2 separate regions of the Sus scrofa genome follow, and region 1 is linked to region 2. A link is a contact called in public Hi-C data. All regions are on one chromosome and are shown on one strand. The core of a region is the stretch at or near the end of the contact, and the rest is flanking DNA. Distances in the headings are between cores, read along the strand shown. Region 1 holds the start of LOC100622387 (histone H2A type 1). Region 2 holds the start of ZNF184 (zinc finger protein 184).

Evidence for each region. A called contact is a pair of places that touch in the nucleus more often than the background predicts.
Region 1: a Hi-C map of subcutaneous adipose tissue shows a contact between it and region 2, with 2.0 times the contacts expected there. The contact joins the promoter of LOC100622387 here to the promoter of ZNF184 in region 2. A contact is called at or near these places in 1 of 5 promoter capture datasets (fetal liver), 7 of 47 Hi-C or Micro-C datasets (embryonic fibroblasts, fetal skeletal muscle, heart right ventricle and 4 more) and 1 of 2 datasets of contacts at active chromatin or transcription factors (alveolar macrophages).

What each region holds. Positions count from the first base shown.
Region 1 is chr7:21,632,286-21,636,894 of Sscrofa11.1, reverse strand. It overlaps LOC100622387 (histone H2A type 1), which reads left to right and starts at 2,956. Exons shown (of 1, transcript XM_003356570.4): 1 at 2,956-4,028. The coding sequence starts at 2,997. The coding sequence ends at 3,389. LOC110261664 (histone H3.1) reads left to right here and starts at 4,428. Exons shown (of 1, transcript XM_021099837.1): 1 at 4,428-4,609. The coding sequence starts at 4,469. It also overlaps the pseudogene LOC100513549.
Region 2 is chr7:21,433,552-21,438,154 of Sscrofa11.1, reverse strand. It overlaps ZNF184 (zinc finger protein 184), which reads left to right and starts at 2,919. Exons shown (of 7, transcript XM_021099796.1): 1 at 2,919-3,381; 2 at 3,627-3,756.

The DNA of each region.
Region 1 (4,609 bases), core at 1,707-4,206, 200 kb before region 2:
CATTTTAATAAGATTTATTTTTTGGACTTAGGCAATAGAAACTATCAGGGCAGGACTAAGAGACAAAAACATTTAGAAAGGAAAGAAAAAGTCCACCTGCAAAGAGGTCAAGAGTCAGACTTTGGAAATCAGATTGTTATGATCATTATACAACTACAGATGTGATAAATTCATTTGAGTAAAAAAAAAATTTTAAAAAAAGTCAGACTTTGGGGAAAACACACACACATACACACAACTATTTGAAATGGTGAAGAGCAGTTGTGTTTGTGTGTGTTGGGGGGGGGAGGTACAAAATGGCTGAGGTTAGCAGGTGTACATTGACCTGTTCATGGTGGAAAAACTGTAACTTAATCACATGATAATCATAATTTCAAGTCCTGACGCAGCTTCAAAGAATGGTCTAGCAAAAGTCATTTTTTCATTAGGCATTTAGGTTTACATAAAACATTCAAGTTTTTATTACTTCGAGGACCAGAACTAGTGTGAGCATAACCCTATTTTTTTTATTTATTTTAAGGTATAGAGCATTTTGATTTTTGACTCCTTTTTATTTGGACAGCTCTGACCAGACCACAAAACAATACCTCTCTCCATCTCTCACATACACACAAGTAACTCTTGAAGAAACTAACTTAAATCCAGTGGTTAAAGGGAGACAGAAATGATTACTCTGCTTATCCCAACTCAGGGTCACTAAAAACTTGAAGTTAGAATGCATTTCAGTTGGATCTGGAAAACATAACGCCTTGGTGCGGTCCTTCTGTATTCTTGCCACAAGATGGCAGAAGAGGGCAATGCTTCTTATTTCACCCACCCAAGTTAATTCTTCCTCAGATCTCTTAACAGTTAAAAAACATAAAACAAACAAACATACAAACAAAAACAAAACAAAACACCTATCTCGGAAAGAGACTAAATAATAAAAAGAGGGGATGAATATGATGCCAATGAGTTCAGCATGAAATTAGGGGATTGCTTTCCACCAAGTAGGGTATCTTGTCAGTGGGTTCTTTTGCCGGCACCCAAGGCCTAATGTCAGAGGTGCAGAAACTGGGAACAGAGTCTCATTTTAGCGGAGTGAGTAACAACGCATATATTTTTCACAATCCATTAACCTGTTGGCATGACTTCCGGGAGGCTTGTTACCTGGGACAGGGATAAACTGTTCCTCTGAGATAGAGTCTAAACCCACAACTTTAAGGGAAGTGACAATAGGGAAAGACAGGAAATGTTGCAGCCTGGAGTAGGGTGTGAATGTAGGAGCTTGTTACTTGCTGTTAGTGGGGAAAATATATATATATATATTTACAATAGCAATCATTTTCTGGTGAGAGGGGATGACAGGGCAGCAGAGAATGTTAATGCTTTGAACTGCAAAAAAGAATTTAGGCACTATTGAAAGATTCAGGGAAGTGGGGAAGTGAAGGACTTTTGATCATGCCTTGAAAGATTCCATTTCCTAATATTCCTAGCTAGCCCATGCTAGTATACAATCTTCTCTTAAATACTGAGTTCTCCGCCTTCTATGGCAGGATTTTTAATCGTTGACTCAAAGCACCGTTAGAAAATTGTTCTCCCAGCCTAGCGAGTCCTGGCCTACCTCCCTTCCAGCGTCTCCTGATGAAACACTGGAAGAACGCGCTTTCCCAAGTTGCCGAGTTCCTTGTTCAACATTTTACCCTTAAGGAACTTACTTCCCTGATCTTTGTTCCCGTTGCACTTTGCATTATATCGTTTCAATTCACCTAGAATCTCCATAGACAGGGCTAATGTCACAGTACCAATTCGGTAGTGGATGGGAACCAGACACAGAACACGGAACCGTTCATTTTCACCCTTATGACTCTTGGCTCCAGAGCCTGGTGCATTCCATTCCCTCAGTAGAAGCAAGGTAAGATTTTACTTTCTAAAGAATCTCTTCAAAACTCACAACCCCGATAGTAGACAATCTAGCCAATCACAGCCCATGGCGGGCTTTTCAAACAGTGCTGCTGCCCAATCAGAGACGGGGGGACGTTACTTTCCTTGAAAAGTGTAAACAAACGCGAAATTTTGGCTTTTGTAAGAGGACAAAACAGAATATCTTTTTCAAAGGGCGTCGAAGAACCCATTCCAAATTTGCATGACACTGAGCCCAAATGCTTAGCCAAGACAGCTTCAGAGGAGGGCCCTTTAAATTTTTACCCAGTTTTCCGCTCCCAAACCGGCCCCTTACTCTTGCAAGAGAAACTATAGGCAAATGCACCAGCACCACCTGTTTCTCTGAAAGGGTAGGTGGCTCTGAAAAGAGCCTTTGGGTCGGCCATGGGTGGCTCACTTGGCACTGGTGTACTTGCTGACAGGCTTGGCGCCCTCAGACACAGCATGTTTGGCCATCTCCCCGGGAAGCAGCTGGCGCACGTCCATCTAGATGCCCGAGAACGTAATGGTCGAGCGATTTTTGTAATGCGCCAGGCGCGATGCCTCGCCCGTGATGCGCTCGACGATGTCGTTAACGAAAGAGTTCATGATGCCCACGGCCTGTGTCCGGGTAGACCTGCTTCAGCACCTTGTACACGTACACTGAGTAGCTCTCCTTGCGGCTGCGCCTGCGCTTCTTGCCGTCCTTCTTCTGCGCCTGGTCACCGCCTTCTTGGAGCCCTTCTTGGAGCTGGGGCAGATTTAGCTGGCTCAGGCATGGTAAAGAAAAAACCCTTGAGAAACAATAAATGAGGACAAGGACGGTCGAATCCTTTTTACCTACAAATCCGCAGGCAAACGCGATGCAGTAAAGTTCTAGGTCTGATTGGCCAAAACTAGTGATGACGTTATGTGAATATTGTCCAATAAGAACACTCATTATTAGGAAGCGCTTTTTTTTTTCTTGTTTAAAAATGGGATTGCAATCTTAGCCAATGGAAATGCGGATTTTTCGCTCCCAGTTGCAGCTATAAATTGTGAGTTTCTCTTCTTGCTCCTTAGTTACTACTGGTGTAGATTCTGGTTGCTACATCATGTCCGGACGTGGGAAACAAGGAGGTAAAGCTCGCGCCAAGGCCAAGACCCGCTCCTCGCGAGCCGGGCTCCAGTTCCCGGTGGGCCGAGTGCACCGCCTGCTCCGCAAGGGCAACTATGCCGAGCGGGTTGGAGCTGGGGCGCCGGTGTACTTGGCGGCGGTGCTGGAGTACCTGACGGCCGAGATCCTGGAGCTGGCGGGCAACGCGGCTCGCGATAACAAGAAGACGCGCATCATCCCGCGCCACTTGCAGCTGGCCATCCGCAACGACGAGGAGCTCAACAAGCTGCTGGGCAAAGTCACCATCGCTCAGGGCGGCGTCCTGCCCAACATCCAGGCGGTGCTGCTGCCCAAGAAGACCGAGAGCCACCACAAGGCCAAGGGCAAATAAGGCCTTAATTCATACTTCAACCTCAAAGAACAAAGGCTCTTTTCAGAGCCGCCCACCATTTCTGTGGAAGAACTGAGCACTTTTGTAAAACCTGCCACGAATACCTGGTTAAGTTTACAATATGTAAAAAACGTAGTTTTCCTTTGGAACTGACCAGGCACGTGTTGACTTTTAAGGTAGAGGCCTGTTTGAAGTTTACTCAATTGCAAACCCATGAACTCACCCGCCTTTATTGTCTCCCCGGGACGCATTTGGGGTGATTACTTGCTCCAGCAAATGTACTAAACCATTTTTAAAATTTGTCTCACTGGAACCCAGTGGTCCATTGGCCAACTAAAACTCCACACTCAAAAGCTCTTTTCGAAAGAGCATTTATAGGAAAACACCTAATCACTAGTCAGTGTAAACCTCTCTTCCCTCAGGCCTGCTGATAAGTACACAATTTACATGTTAAAGTCCAATCAGCCGTTTAATTGCATCACAACCCATTAATGAGTTGAGATAATCACTAGTATTTAGTCAAGCCCACATCAAGTATCCTCCCTTCCCTACACAACGCTGTAGCCCAGTTCTGTGTTCAGGTGCGAGAGTGTATATTGACTTTACTTTGAATTATTTGGTACATTCATTAAAAACAGATTTTGATGTAGTGAAATGGAACTACTTTTTAGAGAAAATGATGAATACATTATTCTGCTCTAATTTTCTCCCATATCAATCTGTAAGGGGGGGGTCTCCACTGAAAATGCATTTCTTTTATAAAAATTTAGGCGCTGACCGCCACAAATTGTGGATCAAATTCCCTTTCTCCTCTGGTGAAATCTTAACGTTTGGGTCGAAAACCGTAAACTCAGACAGGAGAGTACAGCTATAATTCCTTACTGTAAAAATAGAAAGTTAAAAACATTACGGAAAGTAAAACCTTTTTAGAGGCAGTAAGAACCAAACGAAGATTGGACCAAAAACCAATCAGGTTACTCCTGCAACAGTTCTGACCAATCAGGATTGGATCATGACTATAAAGTCTGGTCCTGGCATCAGTTCTCCATTGCTTCTTTCGCGGCGTCAGATCTCTCTCTATGGCTCGTACCAAGCAGACCGCTCGCAAGTCCACCGGCGGCAAGGCGCCGCGCAAGCAGCTGGCCACCAAGGCGGCCCGCAAGAGCGCGCCCGCCACCGGCGGCGTGAAGAAGCCGCACCGCTACCGGCCCGGCACGGTG
Region 2 (4,603 bases), core at 1,670-4,169:
AGGTGCCTGTTTCCACATTTGAAAACTCTGAGACAAATCTTAAATTGCACCTAGCAGCAAGGGATCTAGGACAATATAGTTTTAATCTTCCAGCCTCTGTAGTACAGGAAGTTTCACTTGGAAGAGATGGAAATAGATCTACTGGCAATCTACTATATCCTGTACAGGTTTGGGTAAAAAATGGAGGCCCTTCGAAAAGGATTAGAAATAATGTGCCAGTGCCAGTATTGCATTGAGAGAAAGATGACATGACATTGTCCTTGAAGGAGGACCCCCCCCCACCAAGGTTAGAGACCCAGCTAATCAGCCCTTGTCCCAAAGGATACTATGTAGATTCCCATCATCTGATTTACTACTATTGTCTTTTTTTTTCCTTATTGATTTTAAGTTCTGTGTATAGTTAAGATGTAAATCTTTTGTCGGATATATTTATTAAAAACATCTCCCACTCTATGCCTTTTTACATTGCTAATGGTGTCCTTGGATGTACTGAAGTTCTTAACTTTAAAGTCCAATTTATCTTTTATGGTTATTGCTTTTTGTGCTTATTAAACAGGAAATCCTTGGCAACCCAAAGTTCATGAAAAGAGTCTATTGCTTTCCTCAGTAACTTGTATTATTTTACCTTGCACATTTAGGTATTTAATCCACCTTGAATTAGTTTAGGAAATAGTTTACAAAAGAGTCCAACATCCATATTGTTTTCCTTTGTATATCCAGTTGACCAGTACAGCCTTTTGAAAAATCTATCATTTTCCCCTTTGAACTGCAGATACTTTTTATATGTATGCGGTTTTATATTGGCATATCTATTTTCTTCCAATGATCTCTCTATCTTTATGCCAAAGAATACTCTATTAATCAGTATGGCTTTAGAATGTCTTATCATGTGGTAATAAAAGTCCTCCAGATTTGTTCTTTCTTTGCAAGATTTCTGAGACTATTCTAGGTCCTTTCCACAAGCACATATATTTCAGAGATAGTTTGTCAATTCTCTCAGAAGTCCACTTTGACAATTTTATTTCAAACACATTGAATCTGAGTCTTTCAATCAATGAATATATCTTTTCATTTATTTAGATATTATTAAAAACTCTCAGAGTTCCCATCGTGGCGCAGCGGTTAACGAATCCAACTAGGATCCATGAGGTTGCGGATTCGATCCCTGGCCTTACTCAGTGGGTTAAGGATCTAGCATTGCCGTGAGCTGTGGTGTAGGCTGCAGACACGGCTCAGATCCCGCATTGCTGTGGCTCTGGCATAGGTTGGCAGCTACAGACCCCTAGCCTGGGAACCTTCATATGCCGTGGGAGTGGCCCTAGAAAAGGCAAAAAAAAAAAAAAAAAAAAAAGATAAAAATAATAAAAAAATAAAAATTCTCAGCACAGTGATTTGAGGCTTTTAATATAGCACTCTTGCACATTTTATTACATTTATTATTGTGTTTATTATTAGAATATTGATAGTTTTCTTGCTATTGTAAATGACAAAAAATTGTCTATTTTTACTGGTGTAGATGAATACAACATATATTTGAATATGGGGTTTTGTATCCAGTAAATTTGTTGTTTAAAAGAGCGTTATTTTAATCTGACAACTAGTATCATTATAAGAAGAGGAAATTTGGGTACACAAAGAGACACCAGGGAAAAGCATGCATAAAGCAAAGGACATGTGAGGATACTTCAAGAAGGTGGCTATCTGTAATCCAAGGAAGAGGTCTTTGGAGAAACAAACTTGTTGACACCTTGATCTTGGACTTCCAGCTTCCAGAACTGTGACAAAATTAATTTCTATTGTTTAAGCCACTCAATCTATGGGAATTACCGACATTTTGTTATGGCAATCATCTACATATTGCCTTTCCATCCTCTGTCCTTTATAGCTATCAGCCATTTTCTTCTATTTCATTTGTCTTTCTTTTGAATCATTCAGCTTTAAAAGAATATCCTATACATAACCTAGTCACTTTTTCGTAGCATCAATTCAGTTCTCCATTATGAATAATGCTCCTGCACTTAAATACTCTTTGCTATATGTTTTAATTCCTTTTCATCTGATGTCTTTATTTCAGCCTGTTCTTTCACAGCTTTCATTTCTGTTTCATTTAGGTCGTGTCTTCTGGCAATCTACTTAGAATACCAAATTGTTGCCAGAAATTTTCTGGTTCTCACAGTAGGTTTTTTCTGAAATCTGCTTCTAGATACCGTCCCTTTCCTTTTACTGTAACTTTGTTTTTCATATACTTAGTGTTGGGATTCCAAGTTTAGTGTTTTGTCAGCCAGTAGTCTGTGACTTGACCTTAACCCCGCTATACAAATATGGAGATGCACAGAAGTACAGTAAAGTGCTTGGGCCACACATTTAAAAGTATAGAAACCTATCGACATCTTTCGGATATTCTGCCAAAGACACATCGACAGACTGGAGTTGGGTTTCATTCATAGCTATGTGTGGGCTGAAGTAAGCATACACCGTGCACTACAGCGGTCAAAACATGGGAAGCCCACCTCACAGTTTAAAGTGAAGGTTACGACCCATTTGAGAGTCATGAAAGCAATATAATGGGTCACGACCAGAATTTTTTAAACAAATAAGTATAATATCAAATACAAGGTAGGGCACGTAATACAGGAAAGTATTGCATTATGACATAATTGTGTTTTAAAATTATATACGTGTATAAATGTGTACTCTTATAATCAGTCTGGTCACACATGCTTGAGAGTCACCTCTCCAACGAACACTTTCAACTCAGAGACCAAGGAACAAACGACTGAAGGGCAGAACCCCAGGCCCTGCTCAAAGGGCTCTTACTCTTTGGCTGAGGCCTCTGGGAAATGGAGTTTAGCGTCCTAGAGCATGCTGGGAATCGTAGTCCCGCGTGTCTGCGGGGCGTGATCTAACGCTGGCGGGCGGGGGCGGGGTTCTCTCCTCACGACCGGAAGTGGCCGTTGAAGCCGGCTGTAGGCGTGAAAAGAGGGGGGAGACCTGATGCTTCGGCTCCCTTCGCTAGGTTTGGTGATCGTCTCAGAGCTTCCGGGCGGGGGATAGGAGTGTGTGGCAGGCTCTAGAGGGAGGGAAGCCCAGGTATCACTATGGCAACCGCCAGTCCTCCGGCCGCGTGACGTCACTCCTCTCTTCGCTTGAAGCGGCCTCTGTGGGAGAGAGCTGGGGCGTCCTAGAAGGGGCGCCCATCGCCTCCTTCAGAGTGGGGCTGTTCCGCTCCGATCCCTGGGAGGGCTTTGTTCTTTTGTTCCGGCCTAGGAGGAAGGACCAGAGCCGGGCCCCGCCCTGTTGTCCATTTTCCAGCTTTTCCGCCCTGCAACAGGTGTGTCTTCCTGAGCCCGCGGGGGTGTGAGCCCGCAAGTGTGCACAGAGGTAACCGTCCGGGTAGGTGGGAGCTTCTGGTCAGATTCTAGGATAGGCGACAGGGGTTTTGGAATCTGGGGATGAGAATCTGCGTTCTCGATCTCCATTCTGTTTTTGTTCAGCCGGAATGCCACATGTCTCTTTAATGCTCTCTCTGGTCACTTCTCTTTTCCAAGGACCTCTTGGCCGCTCTGCAAAACTCTTGAGTTGTGATTGTATGACAGTTGCTGCTGACCTCATCCTGTGTCTTTTAGGGTAGCCAACTTCAGCGGGCGTAAGGGCTCATCCTCCTGCTGAACATCTGGGCTCCAGACTGAGGACCCAGCTTGAGAAACCCTGGTGTCCTGATTCCAAGAGGAAGGGGATGAGCACTTGAGATGGAAGGTAATGGGGAAGACTTGGGGGAGAGTGGGATGATGGAGGCAAAACAGCAGGCACGACTTGAAAATTAAACACTTGGCAGAGCTGGAAGTAGTGGAAGGAAGGGACCTTATGTATATAAGGATGGATGGAGAAAGAAACAATTACATCATAGGGAGAGACTTACTTATATTATAGGGGGAAACTTGAAGGAAGAGTTAATTCTGCCTGACTTTGGGATTGGGGAATGAAAAGAAGTAATGATTCAGAATGTCTGTGATCCTCACATAACCTCTGTTTATTAAAAATTAGAATGATAATGTTGCAGTCAGGAAAAGTCTTGGTACTCATCTCTTAGTGCAAGAATCAGTTCTGAAATATCCCTGGCAGATGGCCATCTGTTAAGCCTATGCCTGAACAAGTGTGGTGTTAAACAGCATTTTGGGTGCAGACTATTCCCTTGTGGGGTCTTTCTTTTTTTAGTTCCTTATATTAGGCACAGTTGTCTTTCTCTGTAATTTCTGTGTTGATTTTAGCTCTTAGTCCTCAAAAGCAAGAAACTGCTGGCTCTTTAACATTGTTGCCCTTCAGATATGTGAATTCAGCTGTTAAAACTCCTACTCACAAATTCTGTTTCTTTTCCAAACAAAATCGCCTCAATTCCCTTGATGAGTCTTCATGTAATATATCTGGTCCTCTTCCCTAAAAACTCTCCTGCGTGATGGCATGCTTCTTAAAATTCATTGCCTAAAACTAAACGTAGTTCTTTAGGTATATTTTGAAAATTTTTGATATGGATTATATTTCTGCTGTTTAGCATCAAATTTATTTGCTTTTTAAAAATTAAGCAAATGAATTCCCATTATGGCTC